Regions from separate parts of the Anser cygnoides genome. Here region 2 is linked to region 1. A link is a contact called in public Hi-C data. All regions are on one chromosome and are shown on one strand. The core of a region is the stretch at or near the end of the contact, and the rest is flanking DNA. Distances in the headings are between cores, read along the strand shown.

What was found. Hi-C and Micro-C count contacts between places; a contact is called where the count stands out from the background.
Region 2: a contact with region 1 is called in a Hi-C map of liver, with 2.6 times the contacts expected there. The contact joins two enhancer-like sites. A contact is called at or near these places in 3 of 7 Hi-C or Micro-C datasets (granulosa cells and liver).

Annotation. Positions count from the first base shown.
Region 1 is chr1:198,159,368-198,167,105 of Taihu_goose_T2T_genome, forward strand. It overlaps ARHGAP42 (Rho GTPase activating protein 42), which reads right to left. Exons shown (of 24, transcript XM_013178134.3): 6 at 6,830-6,940. Among named protein-coding and RNA genes, the nearest start is that of PGR, 100 kb to the left of the region's middle. Within about 2 kb of position 3,059, at least 1 of the 3 cell types and tissues checked has open chromatin away from gene starts, as enhancers often do. A contact at or near this core is called in liver, where this site is marked.
Region 2 is chr1:198,285,751-198,293,488 of Taihu_goose_T2T_genome, forward strand. No RefSeq gene overlaps it. Among named protein-coding and RNA genes, the nearest start is that of ARHGAP42, 7.7 kb to the left of the region's middle. Within about 2 kb of position 5,086, at least 1 of the 3 cell types and tissues checked has open chromatin away from gene starts, as enhancers often do. A contact at or near this core is called in liver, where this site is marked.

The DNA.
Region 1 (7,738 bases), core at 1,809-4,308:
GGGCTTCAGCTTTCCTAACTACATCCCTGGCTGCTTGGACAACCTCTCAGGTTACCTGTCCTGGCTTCCACCCTCTGCAGACTTTCTTCTTGTGTTTGAGCTTGGCCAGACCAAATTTTCATCCACGCAGACCTCCTGGCATTTTTGCCTGACTTCCTCCTCATCAGGATGCATTGCTCCTGACCTCAGAGAAGGTGATCCTTGAATATTAACCAGCTTTCTTGGATCCCTCTTCCCTCCAGGGCTTTATCCCACGGTACTCTACCAAGCAGATCCTTGAAAAGGACAGAGCCTGGTCTCCTGAAGTCCAGGATGAGCTTGCTGTGTGCCCTCTTTGCTACCCAAAGGATCTGGAATTCCAGCATTTCACAGTCACTGTAGCCAAGGTTGTCTTTGATCTCCACATTCCCCACCAGCGCATTCTTGATAGTAAGAATGAGGTCCAGTATAGCACCTCTCTTCATTGGCTTCCCTTGTCACGTGGAAAAAGTCCCTCCAGGAGATGTCAGCATGGTTGAAGTCCTCCATGAGGACCAGAGCTTGTGAATGTGAGTCTGCTCCTGTACGTCTGCAGGGGGCCTCACTTGCTTGTTCTTCCTGGTCAGGTGGCCTGTAGCAGACTCCCACTATAATGCCACCTAGCCCTGTCTTCTCTTTAATCCTTACAATCGGCTCTCTGTCAGCTCCTCATCCATCCCCAAGCAGAGCTGCAGGCACTCCAGCTGCTCACTGACATAGAGGGAGATGCCCACTCCTTGTCTCCCCAGCCTGTCCTTCCTAAAGAGCCTGTATCCTTCCATTCCAACACTCCAACCATGGGAGCCATCCCACCACATCGCCATAATGCCAATAAGATCATAGCCCTGCAAGTACATAGAGCTCTCTAACTTACTGTTATTCCCCACACTGTGCTACTGTACAGGCACTTAAGAGAATTACCCTGGCATGTTGTGTTCCCAGAAGATGTTTGGTGGATTTCTCCATAATGCTCCTTGCAGGTTAGCAAGGAAATACCTACAAGTGCTGGAGGTGACCCCTCTCAAGGTTGTTGATATCACATCATTGATTTTGTGATCCCCTCCTTTCACATCACTCCATGCCCTTTGTTCAGCAGCCCTCTGCATTGTTCACACACTGAGATTAACACTAATGAAACATTTGTATTTCGATGGAATAGCTAAAATAATGTTTTGTAATTTTATAGCCTCATCAGTTCCCCAGCACAGCAAGACATTTCACACCTTTTAACGTAGAAAGTGCAGCAGCTTGACGGATGAGAAATGACGCAGGTCACTGGACAGAGGAGCTAAAATGATGACTTGCTTCTGCTGGACCAAAATCTTACTCTCACATCCCAGTTCCTTCTCTCTTTCCCCATTCAGCTTCATCATGCACCCCTCACATCCTTCTGCCAGCCCTGGTCACTGAGTCCTTCAGTGAGCATATCTCTGACTCAGAAAGCCAGTTCTTCTGCTGCATTAGAAAGTTAAAACTGCTTGAGGTTTACAGACCATCAGTACTGCATAAATATGTGTGAAGGCATGGCTGGGTGAAGGACTTCCCCCTTGGTTTTTACTGATACTGTAGGATGAGATAAAACTATGGCATCACAGAGCCTGAAGAACTGAGAAAATCCTTGGACATAAAAGCCAAGGGTCCTCTACAATGGGTGTGAGCTCCTGAACTACATCCCACTACCAAACAAACAACACAGGCAACCCAGCAGAGCGCTCCACATCTTGGATAAATCATCTCAAATTTAAATGACCATCTGCCCAGCTGAAAGCATTATCTCAGCTAATGACTGGTCCTGAAAGTCCCTTACTGGTTATTCGAGTAGTTCTGAGGAAGGTCCAAATATGACAATCTATCTTAAAAAGCTCCAATTATGTAAACTGCTGTAAAAAGTTCTATAATTTTAAGGTTTATAATGTAATTCTAACTCTTTAAAAAGAAAAACAATTTTCATTTTTTATGAATAAAGTCTAAAACAAATAAGTAAATTGTAACTAAGAGTCTGCTCTGGCTCCAGCTGTGCAAAGCCCCCACTCATAGTACAAATCCAGTTACTCATCACCTACCCAACCACAGCCCCTTCAGATACAGCTGCATAACTATTCCTGTGCTTACTCAAACTTGTTTCAGTAAAAAATGAAGGGGATTAAGTTAATGTGTAATTATGAGTTCAGTGCTAAACCCATCCCTTTTACCAGAAGACCTGCAGGAGTACTGTGAGCACCCACCAAAACTGCAGCCAGAGCAGGCTGTTAAGGCACACTAAAATTTCAGTAAAAGAGCTAGTGGTAGAAAGATGCAGTATGTCAGCTGGTATCTGAATTTTAAAGATCAATTTAAAATGCATTTCTAAAGAACATAACTACAAACTGTTTAAATTTCAGCTTGAATACTGAAAGAAAACCAGCTTCCATTCTACAAACAGCTTTTACTGAGTGCATGGGAAAATACTGGGAAGGAAAAGATTTAGCACTAGATGGCAGCAAAGATGAATTTATTAGAAAGAAAAAGAAAAAAAAAAGAGGAAAAAAAAAAACAACACAACCAGAGCAAAAACCAAAAACAACACCACCACAGAAAAATCAGAATGTATTTTGGTGAAAGTCCTGTTCAGCTATTCTGGCAGTTGTGCATTGCAGAGGGTGTGCATTGAGAATCTCCTGGTCAAATACTCTCTGAGCACTTTGAAAAAGTGGAATAATAAAAGAAAAGTAAAAACATGTTTGTTTTATGCAAGTCCTACTCTAATTTATTCAAGTTCTGTTGAAACAACTGATACTGAGTGAGGATGGTATTTGCTGCTACTTATGTTCCTCTAGTGGTGGAAGAACAGAGGGACAGAAAGCACCTAGGGCCTGTGCTGTGTGGTATTTTCCTAATTGCTTCCATCATCACAGGCATAGCCATAGCATTACATGGAGGAGATCTAAAAGCCAAGGACTTCCACCCCAGGCTTGTGCTCACAGTGGGGTTTTTTTGCTGCTGATGTTACAAGAGGCACTGCTGCTAAGTCTAGGCTCATAATTTTAAGGGGATTTATTTTAAAGGATGGAAAAGAAAAACAGCCTTTTTTTTTTTCCCTCTCCAGTGTATTTCAAGGTGGTCTTCACATGTTAAGAGCTGACTGATTTCACCAAACATCACATGTAATGTTTGTATCATCAGTTTGACAAGCTGCACATACCTTGCAGTTACCTCGTTCTGAGTACCTAATCGGTCACGTCAACAAAAACTGAGGACTGAGCTCAGTAACACAATGCTACTCACTGTCCAAGGGCTGTGAGGATTTCAACACAGAACCTGAAACAAAATCCAGCTACTTCTTGAGACTTTATTTATTTTTATGTAGAGCTGGTGACCTCAAGACTGCCTGGTCATTTCATTCTCACAGGAAGGAGACTGTGCTTAGGTTTCGGATAGGAGAGGAATTTAACCTTTGGCCTGCAGCACATCAGCCAAAAGTCCCTGTCTCCTCAGTTTCATTTTATTTATAAGTAAATAGCACCAGAAGGTACTTCTCCATCAGATTGAAGTGAATGTAGTTAATAATGTAGAAAATCCAAGAAAGGAGAAATCGAGTTTAACATCCACAGTCTCTTTGGACTAAAAAGTGAAGTTGCATGTACTGCATGCAATTACTGACATTTTTTTTTTCCCCTTTAAATAAACACTCTTGGGCTTTTGTGGCGGTTAACGGACCACCCCTCACATTTCAGCTCACTGCGTATGAACTCTGTGCCCTGATTCCTGCAGGCCAGGAAGGCCCTGGCATCACTGAGGGACAGAGCAGAGCTCAGGGCAGGAGGTTGTATTTCCCTCTTAAGCACAACATCCTCAGAAAGCTGTACTATTTTTGATGACCTTCTCTGGGCCCACATGGGCAAGGCCGGGAGCAGAGATAATTGTCACTTCTTTTGTTTTTTAACTGCAAGGTAAATTTTAACAATAATTTGTCTTTGAGAAAGCAAAAGTTTAAATTCATGATCTGTGTGAAAAGCTTATTCTTTTCCTTGAAAAAAAAAAAATCTAGGAGGATCACAAAGAGGCAGCCACCCATTACTCATACCCTCATGAACATCATGAGACCAGACGCACAGAAGAGCAGAGAAATCCAGGGCCTGAGGACCAGCTGCAGAAGCCTACACTAAATGCCACTATCCTCTATGCAGAGTACGAATCATTAACATCTCGTGCCTCCCAGTCCTTCCCTACTGCCCTCCAGGAAGAAACATTCTCTACTCTCACCAACTTCTACTGTCCTGTGCATAACCCACCTGGCAGTTTTCGCTGGGTGACCTATCCCAGTCTATTTCCCAGGGAATCCTTATCTTTGGGCATGGACAAACTGAAGATGCTGGAAGGAGCTCCAGCAGATAATTTTAAATTCTATTCTCATGTCATGAACTTGCCTCTCTTCCACATGGGCATGACAATTCCCTCTTTCACCACACTAATGGCATTTCTTTGATGTTGTTAAGACCCCCTTCCAAAAGTCTACTAGTAGTATGTCAGACTGAGAAATGTACTGGGACACAACACTGAGCTGACAAATCAGACCTAAGCAGCACCTGCACCAGAATGCCCCACAACCAGCAGAGCTCATGAGGAGGAATGTCTGTATATGCACACAACCAGGCTTTTTCTAGCATCTGAACATCTTTAGAGCACACAGAGGAAAATGAGTAATATGGTAATTCCTTCGATAGCAGATTTTAAAGTGTTAGGCTCTGTCCTTATCTACTTGCATCTAGGTGCACATGCTCATAATTCATAAATCACCAGGCATTTTTACAAAGTCTATATTGAAGACTGATTTTTTTTTTTTTCCTTCATCCCATGGTATTGCTGATGTGCACTATATTTCACTTGGCATACTTTGCCTTGTGGGTTTCTGTAAATGTTTTTTTTTTTTTTTTTAAATTCCAAAACCTTGTACGAAACAGACTAGAAACAAAAAAAGTAGGAATTTTGGAGATTCAAAGTTTTATAACTGATGCTAAAACTTAAGCTCTATTTACATTCAGTTTGATTATAAACAATATACACTAGAGCCAGAAGACACTTCCCACAAGGGCTATCAGTACCCAGTCATCATAGTTTTTCCTGCACCTTGCTCTGGAACATCAAGTAATGGCCTGTGTGTAACAAACAGCACACTGGGCCAAACAGCCTACTGATCAAACACAGGATGGCAACTGATCTACCCCAAGTAAATTTCACCTACTGGATGCATACACCTGGTGACAAAAATACCCAGGTCCACAACACAGAGTCTACCGGCAACCTCCCCTGCTTGTCTGCTCAGTATCAGCACTGATGCACTAATAAATCTCTCTTTCATTTTGGTAACTGATAGCTGCTGCTGTGGTGGCTGACATATTGTGAGGACAGCTCTTGGTCAAAAGAATAAAACTCTGTATCTCCAGCTATAATATACAGAATTAAATTTATTTCTTCCTCTCTGTCTAGCACATAGGATGAAAGATGCCCTATTTTAACTACACAGAATTGCACAACAATATTTCCTGATGTGCCATGCCTTCTCAATACAGCAAGTTTCTACTACTTTAAAGGAGCATAAAGTCTCCTATACAAGGGTCAGAGCTAGGTCAAGTTTGCTAGATTTTTCCAGGATGTGAGAGTTTTACAGAAGGAGACAGAGAGACACACTCTGGATTAATCTGTGACAGGTAGAAAAATGTTCTTATTTAGGAATCTAAGCAAAGTTTTAGTCTCTAAGATTTGGCAGCTGCATGCCATAAAGATAGGATTTCTGTAAGTACTGCTTGCTGAATTCAGGTTCATTAGTTTGCATCAATGTCAAACATTCACTATACAATACATTCTCATCTCATAGGAGGAATGCATCTGAGAAGCTCTACTTGGTGACAGTGGGTGTTAGAGATGTAATTCAACCTGTTTCAGTCAAGAGTGCAGCTTCGGTTAGTTACAGGGGAGCTAGAAGATGGTGTGGAGACAGAAAAAGTTATGCTTGTCATGTTCCTTTTTCACAAATGATGTTCTGCTCTGCTCAGAATGCTTAACAGGAAGGGACAGACGACACTAGAAGTTCTCTGTCAAGGCCTACAGGTGCTAATAAATAAGGCAAATGGCAAGCTAGTCCTCCATGACATGAACAGTATTAATACTACTAATATGCCATAGAAATATGCTAGCACGTCGCACTGAAGCAGCTTCTGGTTCTGATCAACCTGGCAGGTCTCTCTGGGGTGTGGTGCAGTCCAGGAGGAAATCCCAGACGTGAAATCCCATATCTAAACATGGACTTTAGAGCGTAACTTCATCCTCCTCTTTTTGGCATGTCAAGGTATGGTTTCTTTTTTATGCATGGTAAACTAAAGACAAATGACTTCACCAGCAAAACGGAAATACACCCATCCTATAGAACTGATTTTTCACGTTATTTCATGTATAAGTTGGAAAAACAAACATATATGCTGCCTATGTGGAATATATGAATCCAAAAAACTAGCTCAAAATTTCAGCCATGAAACCATGATATTAGGAAATACCCAGTAAGTGTTGCACAGACAAAACATTACATGTTGTCCCATTAAAATGTTAGGCACACTCCAAGTCATTTGACATTTCACTTCATAGTAAATATGATACTCTTACATAAACCTTTAATAACCACGGAAAATGCCCAAGCCTAGACCTTAATGCCTCTCTATACGCAAATGAACTGTAATCACAATTTAAAAAAAGAGACAAAAAATAGATATTTTGTATTAAATTTCCAGCTTTAAATAAATGCATTCTAAATTTTGTACGAATAAAATATAAAACTTACAGGTTCAACAAATTCAAATTTCTTTTTCTCTTGTACTTCTTGAATTTTAAAAACATATTCTAAAGATGCTTCATAGAAGTTTTGATGTTCTCTGTCAATCTGTGTATCTGCCTAAAAGGCAAAACAAAACATAGACGTTAGTTTACTCATGATTGCTTTAAAAACAGATATTGCCATAATTAAACAGATCCTTCATAAGATTACTTTACAATCTTTATGGGGCTCATTTTTCCCTGAAAAAATAGAATACCTACTTAAAATATCTAAATGTAAGCTTAAGAAGCCAACATTATACATTTTTGCCTCATGACTCTTCCCCAGTGTTTTTTTTTTTTGTTGTTGTTGTTTTGTTTTCCTTTTTGAACTTTTATATTCTACTTTTGAGGAGAGGCTGAAAGGAAACAAAGCAAGGTGGCATGGGGAACTTTGTCCGTAGCACATGGAATGTTTAAAAAAAGAAGAGATCAAGACAGGAATCAGGGCGGGCCAAAAGATCAATATTTCTATTGAAATTATTGAAATGTTTATCACATGCACCAAAACCATACATATTTCTCAGTTTCAACTACCTTCTCAAGAAACTGTTTTGTTTCTAAAAGAGAGTGTCTTTAACAGCAAAATCTTGTGACATTGCTCCATAGTATAGATCTTATGCTCAGGGAATACAAACATATTTAAGTCCTTATCCTCATATATCACTTATGTTTCACATTTTAATTTTCAAAAAATTTGTCAGAAATGCCTCAATAATACCATCCAACATGAAGATACAGGACCAAAGCAGACTTTTGCCTACAAAGCTAAGGAATTAACTCTTATCAGCTGATGAAGAGTAATAGGCTTCTATCCTCAATTTAAACAAGGCATGAGAGAGGGACATAACAGACAAGCAGTGTAATACAAGGATAA
Region 2 (7,738 bases), core at 3,836-6,335, 130 kb after region 1:
CACAACACCTTTTTCTGACACATTAATGACTACACTAGTACACTACCCCTTTAACATCGTATTTGTCTATCTCATGACCAAATTATGTCTGTGAGTTTACTAATCCACCAAAGTCTTTCTCTACCTTTGTTTTCAATCAGCAGATTCCAAAGATAAAGCAGAAATACTCGTTGGTCCCAAACAATGTGTTTTGCATTTTAGTTCAGAACTATTATTCTAGTAATCAAGATGACTCACTTCTTACTCTATAATGTTCCATCTTCAAAATTTCCATAACCACACTGCTACTTTTGGTATCAGGATCATGTTTGGAAATATTAATGGGACCAGGACTAAAACTGTACTCAGCAACATTTACTAAGAACTTCCCTCCAGTCTGACATCCCTCCAAATAACTTACCATTATCCATTTAACTGGTTCCATATGTTTCTCAGAATGATCCATATCAGTCGTAGCTAAACTGAGAATTTCCTAACTTATAATGTATCAGATACCATGTAGAAAATCTCACTAGTTCATATATACTTCCATTCCTTCTTCTCAGAAGAAGCTTTTCTTTTTAAAGAAGATGGGTGAGTTAGCAATGACCTTTGTTTCATAAAGCTATATTTGGTCAGATGTAAACCCAACCCTAAGTTATCTTCCATTGGCAGAGAAAATGTTTATAGGTAACCTGTGAGCTTAATGAGCATTTATGCCTGTGTCTGGAGGAGGATCTGCTAAATGAGCTGTTTGGCACACCTACAGAGAAGTTAACTAACAAGAACAAAAAAATCTTCACAAAAAGATAAGTCTTACTATGTGTTTTGTGTTGGAGTTAGGTGGAATGCTAAAGAAAGCAAGGTATTTGAGGATTCTTTTGGGAAGTATAAAAGTTCCAAGTGTTACAGTGAGCAGAAATATGATAATATTTCTGATTTTTTTTTTCTTTTTTTCGTTGTCCTGAGAAGATTATGATGGTGGACCCTACTAGATACATGAAGTTTCAGGACTTTTAAAGGCAAGGTAAACTGAGGAGTAGCCGAGACATACTGAAAAAGCTTTTTTCTTGAAAACCGACAGTATGCTAGGAGAGGGTGGACTGTACTAAATGACAACTCATTTGGACAGCTCAGTAGGTAGAAGCACCAGTCCCTTAAGTAGAAGGTTTCAATAAATGAGTTACCTTGATATTACCACTAGCTGTGAAGAGATGAATGAAAAGTGAGATTTTTTTTTCTGTACCCTGGGGAACCTTGTCCTGTTTCATCCACTTCTATGTTTGTTATTCTAAGCTTGTCCTAAAATCTTACGTGTTAATGAGGTCAGATCAATTATCATAGATTTCTCCTTCATCTTCTTAAATGTAAATACTGAGCTCAAACTTCCAGTTAATGGCCCCACTGACTCTAGATGATCTCTTGGGCATATTCTTATCACAGTCTTATTATCTAGATTGCCTGGGGATGGAAAAGGAGAGGTGTGTATTGGTACTGCTTACTGCAGTGTATGTTTCTACTCATACTCTATACTCTACACATGCAGTCCCCAGTTTTATGATTCTACTTAGTTCTGTTAGTTTTGCTGTTAATGCAGACAAGGACGGTGAGTGACTCTCATCTACAGGGGAATATTTTAGAATAGAGAGTCTGCCAAATACCTTGTTATTTCTTCTGCCCAATGTGCATAACTGTGGGAAAATTACTTACCGAGTTGTGTGGCGTTGCTCTGTCTTCTGAAAACTGCTGCTTTCCCTTGAGAGAGTGCAGGATCATAGGCAAGAGACTGCAAGGACACTGATGCTTATGAGTCCACTTGAGTTGCTCAAGGGTGCAAGATAAGCTTTTTACCTATATAGTCCAGAGAATATTAATAGAATCAAAAACACCACTCGAGCAGAGTACAGAGTTTACGTAGTATTTGAATCTGTTTTAGCTTCTCTAAAGATCTTGTTTTATCTAAGTTTCCAGTTGGTTTCTTCATGGGAATTGTCAAGATTCCCAGTAACTTGCTAGGAAGAATGCTATTAAAAGTTTTCAGTTTCTCCTTATTAAAGTAAGATTCTAGATGCTAGGTTTATGTTGGCTAACACTGACAAGTTGTGTTCCTCTCCCCCCGCTCCCCAATTGAACTTAAATAAAAATGAACTAAGGAAGTAAGTCTAAATTACATAATTCCTTGTATGTATGAACTGAAAGTGATACTACTCTCTAATTTGGAATATAATCTCCATGTTGTTAACTGATCGTTAAATGATATAGCTGCCAAAGTTTTTGTTGTTGTTCTTGTTTCTGCAAGTTAACATTGTTAGAGGAGGTGAGCAGTTAACCAAAATCATAGCTCAGAAGTAAAAAACTGTAATTTAGTATGTACTGACTCCTGTTATCCTAAGATATTGGTCTCTGTGTACAAAGGTCCACTAGCACCTCCATTCCTATCAGTGTTTCAGATTGTAATCAATAATTACAGATCAATAATATTTCTTGAAAAACCTCCAGTCCTTTTAATAGGTAAGTTAGTTCCAAGCGGTTTGGAGAAGCTTCAAACAGCAAAGTTCAAAGCTAAAATTAAAAATAATGTTTAGTAACTCCTATGCTGTGTTTGTTTAATCTTCCTGTTTGAATATTCCCTAATTGGTATGTTTCTGTCTTCTGGTATTCTCAAAATGGCATTTACCTGAAGAAATAGGTGCTTAAAAACAAGTGATATCCAGACACTTGGACTAGCAGCTCCCAAATCCCAAATAGGATTGATACAGTACAAAAGACCGAGCAAACAAAGGCTACTCAACATTCTACATGAAACAGTACGTATGGCAACTTAAAAATCACAGCAATGTAACAAGGACTAGCAGTTTCACTTATAACTTACATCTTAGTAGCTAAAGTATTTGCCTGCAAAGTGGGAATGCTAGATGTTAGGTTCCTGCAGTCTTGATTCACAGTGTCAGTCTCTAGAGGGATGAATCTTCAGAAAATTCCTTGCCTGACATTTCTTAGTGATTGCTTTAGGGAGCTCCACTCAGCATGGAAATTCTTTGGACCACACCAAAGTCTTTTGGTGTCTATATTATCATGCAGATAACTTACATACATTATTATAGTATTATTATGCAGGTAACTTACATATATTATTTATGGTAGTTTATTGGATATAAGTAAGTAAACAATAGGATTTTAATAGTCATCACTGAGGTGAAAAGCAAAAAATTCAATTTTAACATTGGTATGCAAAATTATCCTTTCACATCCAGAATCTGGTTCCATAATGGGATGTCACCCTTGCTAGCCTCTTAAGTTGTATCTCTGGATGAACACAAGAGGAGAAACTGGTATAGTCATATGTAAGCAAATTTTGGTCCTGCTGTTAGTCAACTGACTTCATGTCTGCCCCAAATAAAAACTGGGTGATCATGTGGTACTAGATAATGTAAAAGACAGGGTATATTCAGCTCAGACCTGTACTAATACCTTTACAACAATGCTTGGATCAAATTAGATTTCTCTGGTTCCTGCTGACTGTACAGACATTGAGAGAAGGGAATAACAGAAGATTCCTGAAGGAAGCTCAGTCACTTTGGAAGATCATGGGAAAGAGGATGCCACAGAAAATATAGCATGAGAGAGAAAATGGACAGACATCTCTGCTGTCTTCTTTACTGTACATTCCTCTGTTGTATGGAAACTAGAGAGACAGCAGTTGCAGCCATGCTGTGTAGTGATAGATGGCAACTGGTAGAGGACTGCACATAAAGTCTTTGCTATGTTTCTTGGCTTTAAGGAGCAGAACCTGATCTGCTAATACACAGTAGTGAGACAACATCATTTTTCCCATCTAGTAATTTCATCGCATGATTTGCAGGTGCATAAGACCTTTAAAGGAAAGGCCTTTATTGATTTCTGACTAATGTCCATACTTCACTATATGTAAATTTAAAGTAGTAGTGGTAATCTGCATTATGTGTAAATCAGTGGAAAAATAGACTAATTTATTCTTGCTGTGTCAGTGAGATACGACATAAAAATTGGTAGGGCCAAGATGTATGTATGGATGTATTGCATTAGTTGCCATTCACTGGACAATTTTAGTCATTAGTATTCAGAACTCTCTGCCACTTAATTTGCATTTAGATTGGCTCAACAGATAACTGGAAAAAAAAAAAAAGGTATATTATGGTATAGTTTCATCAAGTTTTTCTGGGAACTTTGGGATCTGCTAAGGAATCAGGCTGACTCCAGTAACAATTCTTGATAGTGGGCACTTGCATCAAGTAAGTTATGCTCATCATTAATATCTCCTCTGTGTGGACAGAACACAGCTGACATGCCCATTCAAAGGACAAGTCACATAATGCAATGATAGCATTTTGCCAAGTAAAAGGCTGGACTCAGTTCCAAAAGATAAATCTAGATTTGGCCAAGTTAAACACTGCGATAGAAATGTTGGATGACACATGAACTACTGATTTACCAAACGCTACCTCTGCCCCAAAGGCTAACTTTAATTATAGAAAAATTAATGTAGAAAGTAATGCAATTCAAGATTGAGAAAATATCTAGCAATCAAATGCCATTTTTGAAAAAAACAAACAAACAAAAAAAGAAACTTTCTTTCTCATTGTTCTAAACACATGTTCATGGAGGTAGATAAACCAGAAACTAAATCAATAATTTGTTTACCTGGATGCCTTTGCTTGTAACTCTCTGTTATTGTTGCATAATGACCCCTACTTACACGTAAGTGTGATTTTAACTTTGGAATCACTAAATGTCTAACAAAGTTACTGCTGCAGCCCCTTAGCATCTACTGAGTCAACATCAGAGATAATTGTGAAGTTGTTCTTGCCCTTGGTAAGCATAAAGGAAAACTATCAGACTCTGAAACACTAGTGAGTAAGTAGTGATTCAGGAGAAATCCAGCTATTTTGCTGGGTTTGGAGGGGAGTAAGCACAGCAGTGGAACTTCGGCAGCCATTCCAGTATAAGTTGTCCCCAGCACATCAGAGGTCACAAGATGCTTCCATTGTAAACATTAGTGAGCTGCTCAGAGCTGCTGGTAAGTTTAAAAAAAAAAAAACAAAACAAAACAACAGGGTCATGGTAAGTGCTTTATATTTTCCATGTAAAAGTCCCCTAAAGCTCTGCTTTTGCACATGCTGAGAAATGTCTACAGCTAAATAGTTCTGAGTTTAGTTCATCCTCAAGTTCTGCTGAAATCCAGGAGCAAGGTATTCTTTATGGCAAATAAGGGCAGAATAACTTCCCTCTAGGGATTAAAAGTAATTACGATGGGTTCTAATCTTTCTCTTCTCTAAAAATGAATCAGTCAATTTATGTGAAAGCCACTGAGTAGCAGTCCTAGGGTGAAAAACACAGGCTGTGACTCTGGGTGTGTAGGTCAGGTTTAGAACAAAATACATGCAATGAAATATATATATATATATATGTTCTAGCAGATAGGGAAAGTGAGACAGAATTAAGTGCCAGAAGCAAGTTACTTGCATAAGTTTATCTACACTTGAACATTTACTAAAATACCTATCATAGAATAGCAGTGTCCCCTTGAGGATTTACAGCAAAATGATCACACTAGAATAAATTAGGGATAACTATTTTAGTAAATCTTCAAATGCATAGATGATATACAATGCAGAAGTAAACTTCCCAAGAATATTTTAACTAAACATATTCTTCCTTTATCTGCGGAGCTGTTTTTAACATTTTTTTTTCCATTTGCTATACAACTGATAATAGCTCTGAGGTGGGTTTTTCCCTTCTTCCTCTAAAATATGTAAGTTACATTATAATTTCCAAGAAATTGAAGTGTTTACTGCCAAATAGTAGGAAAGTGCTTCTTGTTTTAGTATAAAACCCATATCAAATAGTTAGTGAAGTCTGTTTTTCATGGCTACATCTGTGAATGCACAACAGATCTTCATGTGAACAACGGAAATGTGCACTTTCTTTGAACTCTGTCCCCTTTTTCATCAGCGTTTCATTTTTTTGTTTAATTCTTTATGTTTTCATTACTTTAAGGGAACAACAGTGTAGCCCTCCTGTAGACAGTGGAATAGCTATGTTTCCTTGTGCTATAATATACAGAGTAACTTGCTTTGTTTGAGTTAAAATCCTGTTGATTTTGTAGTTCTTTAAAACAAAACAAAACAAAACACTTTTTTTGTTATAACTGACTTTTATGAGTTGCAGTTTCATCGAGTTTATAACCAGAAATTTATTGATAATCATGTGAAATACATTATTAATATTTAAAAATAAACAAGACATCTAAAAAACTATGGAATTAGGCTTTTGTAGCTAACCTGGGTAATTCTTCATGTAATTGATAAAGACTCAAAGTTGAAAATCATCTGGAAGTGTTGAAATTAAGTTTGCTATGATATATAAAATCCAGGTTAGTTTTCATTTTTCATGTCAGTAACATAAATTGGAGCATTATTCAGTGATTAACCCACATCTGGGAGAAGAGAGAGAGAAGATACCTGTTTAAGTCTGTCCCCAACCTCTGGTGCACTCTACTGGGTTTGGCTGGGATGGAGTTAACTTTCCCTGCAGCAGCCCATACAGTGCTGTGCTCTGCACTTGTAGCTAGAACAGCATTGGTATCACACCAGTATTTTGTCTACTGCTGAGCAGTGTTGGCACAGCATCAGGACTCCCTCCTGAGCCAGTATGTTGAGGGTGCACAAGAGGTGGGGAGGGGACATCGCCAGTGCAGCTGATCCAAACCAGCTAAAGGGATATTCCATACCATATGTTGCCATACTTGGCAATAAAAGGTGGGAAAGGGCAAGAAGGAGGGGGTCTTTCATTATGAAAACCTCTGTCCTCCCAAACAACCACTGTATGTATTGTGGCCCTGCTTCCCAAGTTGTGGCTGAACATTGCTCATTGATGGGAAGTAGAGAATAATTGTTTTTTCTCCCTCTTTGCTTCTGTGTGGTCTTTGCTTATTTTTTCTCTTTCTTTTCCTTTTAATTAAATTATCCTTATCTCAATCCATGAGCCTTTTATCTTTCCCATCATACTTTCTCCCCACCCCTCATCTTTTGAGGAGAGGGAGTGAAAGACTGGTTGTGGTGGAGTTTATGCCCATCAGGATGAAACTACCACATACACATGGCCCACAAAGCTATCAGATATTGCTCAGAGCCATGGGAAATTAAGTTGAGATTGAAGTTATAGCTAGTCTATTTTGCTGTTTGATGTAGAGTTACTTGCTTGTGGTCCTCGTCTACCACTGGGATTATGTAAATGATACTGGCTGAAGACAGATACCTTTGACAGACAGCAGATGCTCCTAATCAGGAATTCTAAAATTAAACTAGAGGTTGATAAAGGTTATGTATTTTGTTGTTCTCCCTTCCTCATATTGGAGAATGAATATTGTGTAATTTATTGTAATGACTCTCCATTATTCCTCTTACCCATGTTTTTAATGCAGTATATTTTCTCCTAAAATTATAGAAATTGAAGGCTAGAAAGGATCAAGAGGAGTATGTAGTCTGAATTTCTGCTTTGAAGCTCCATCAAGTGTACATAAACAATCCCTGACAAAGAACATAACAGCCTACTAATGTTCTTAGTAAGGATATTTTCTTATTCTCTTCAGATAGTGCTTTCTAGTGTCTCACCTCCTTCCTATAAAGCTTTTTCCACCTTAATCTTTGATGTGAATAGCATTTCTGCTTATTCTTCTCCCACTGGACTTTTCCCATTTGTCTCCTCCATCTTATCTAGA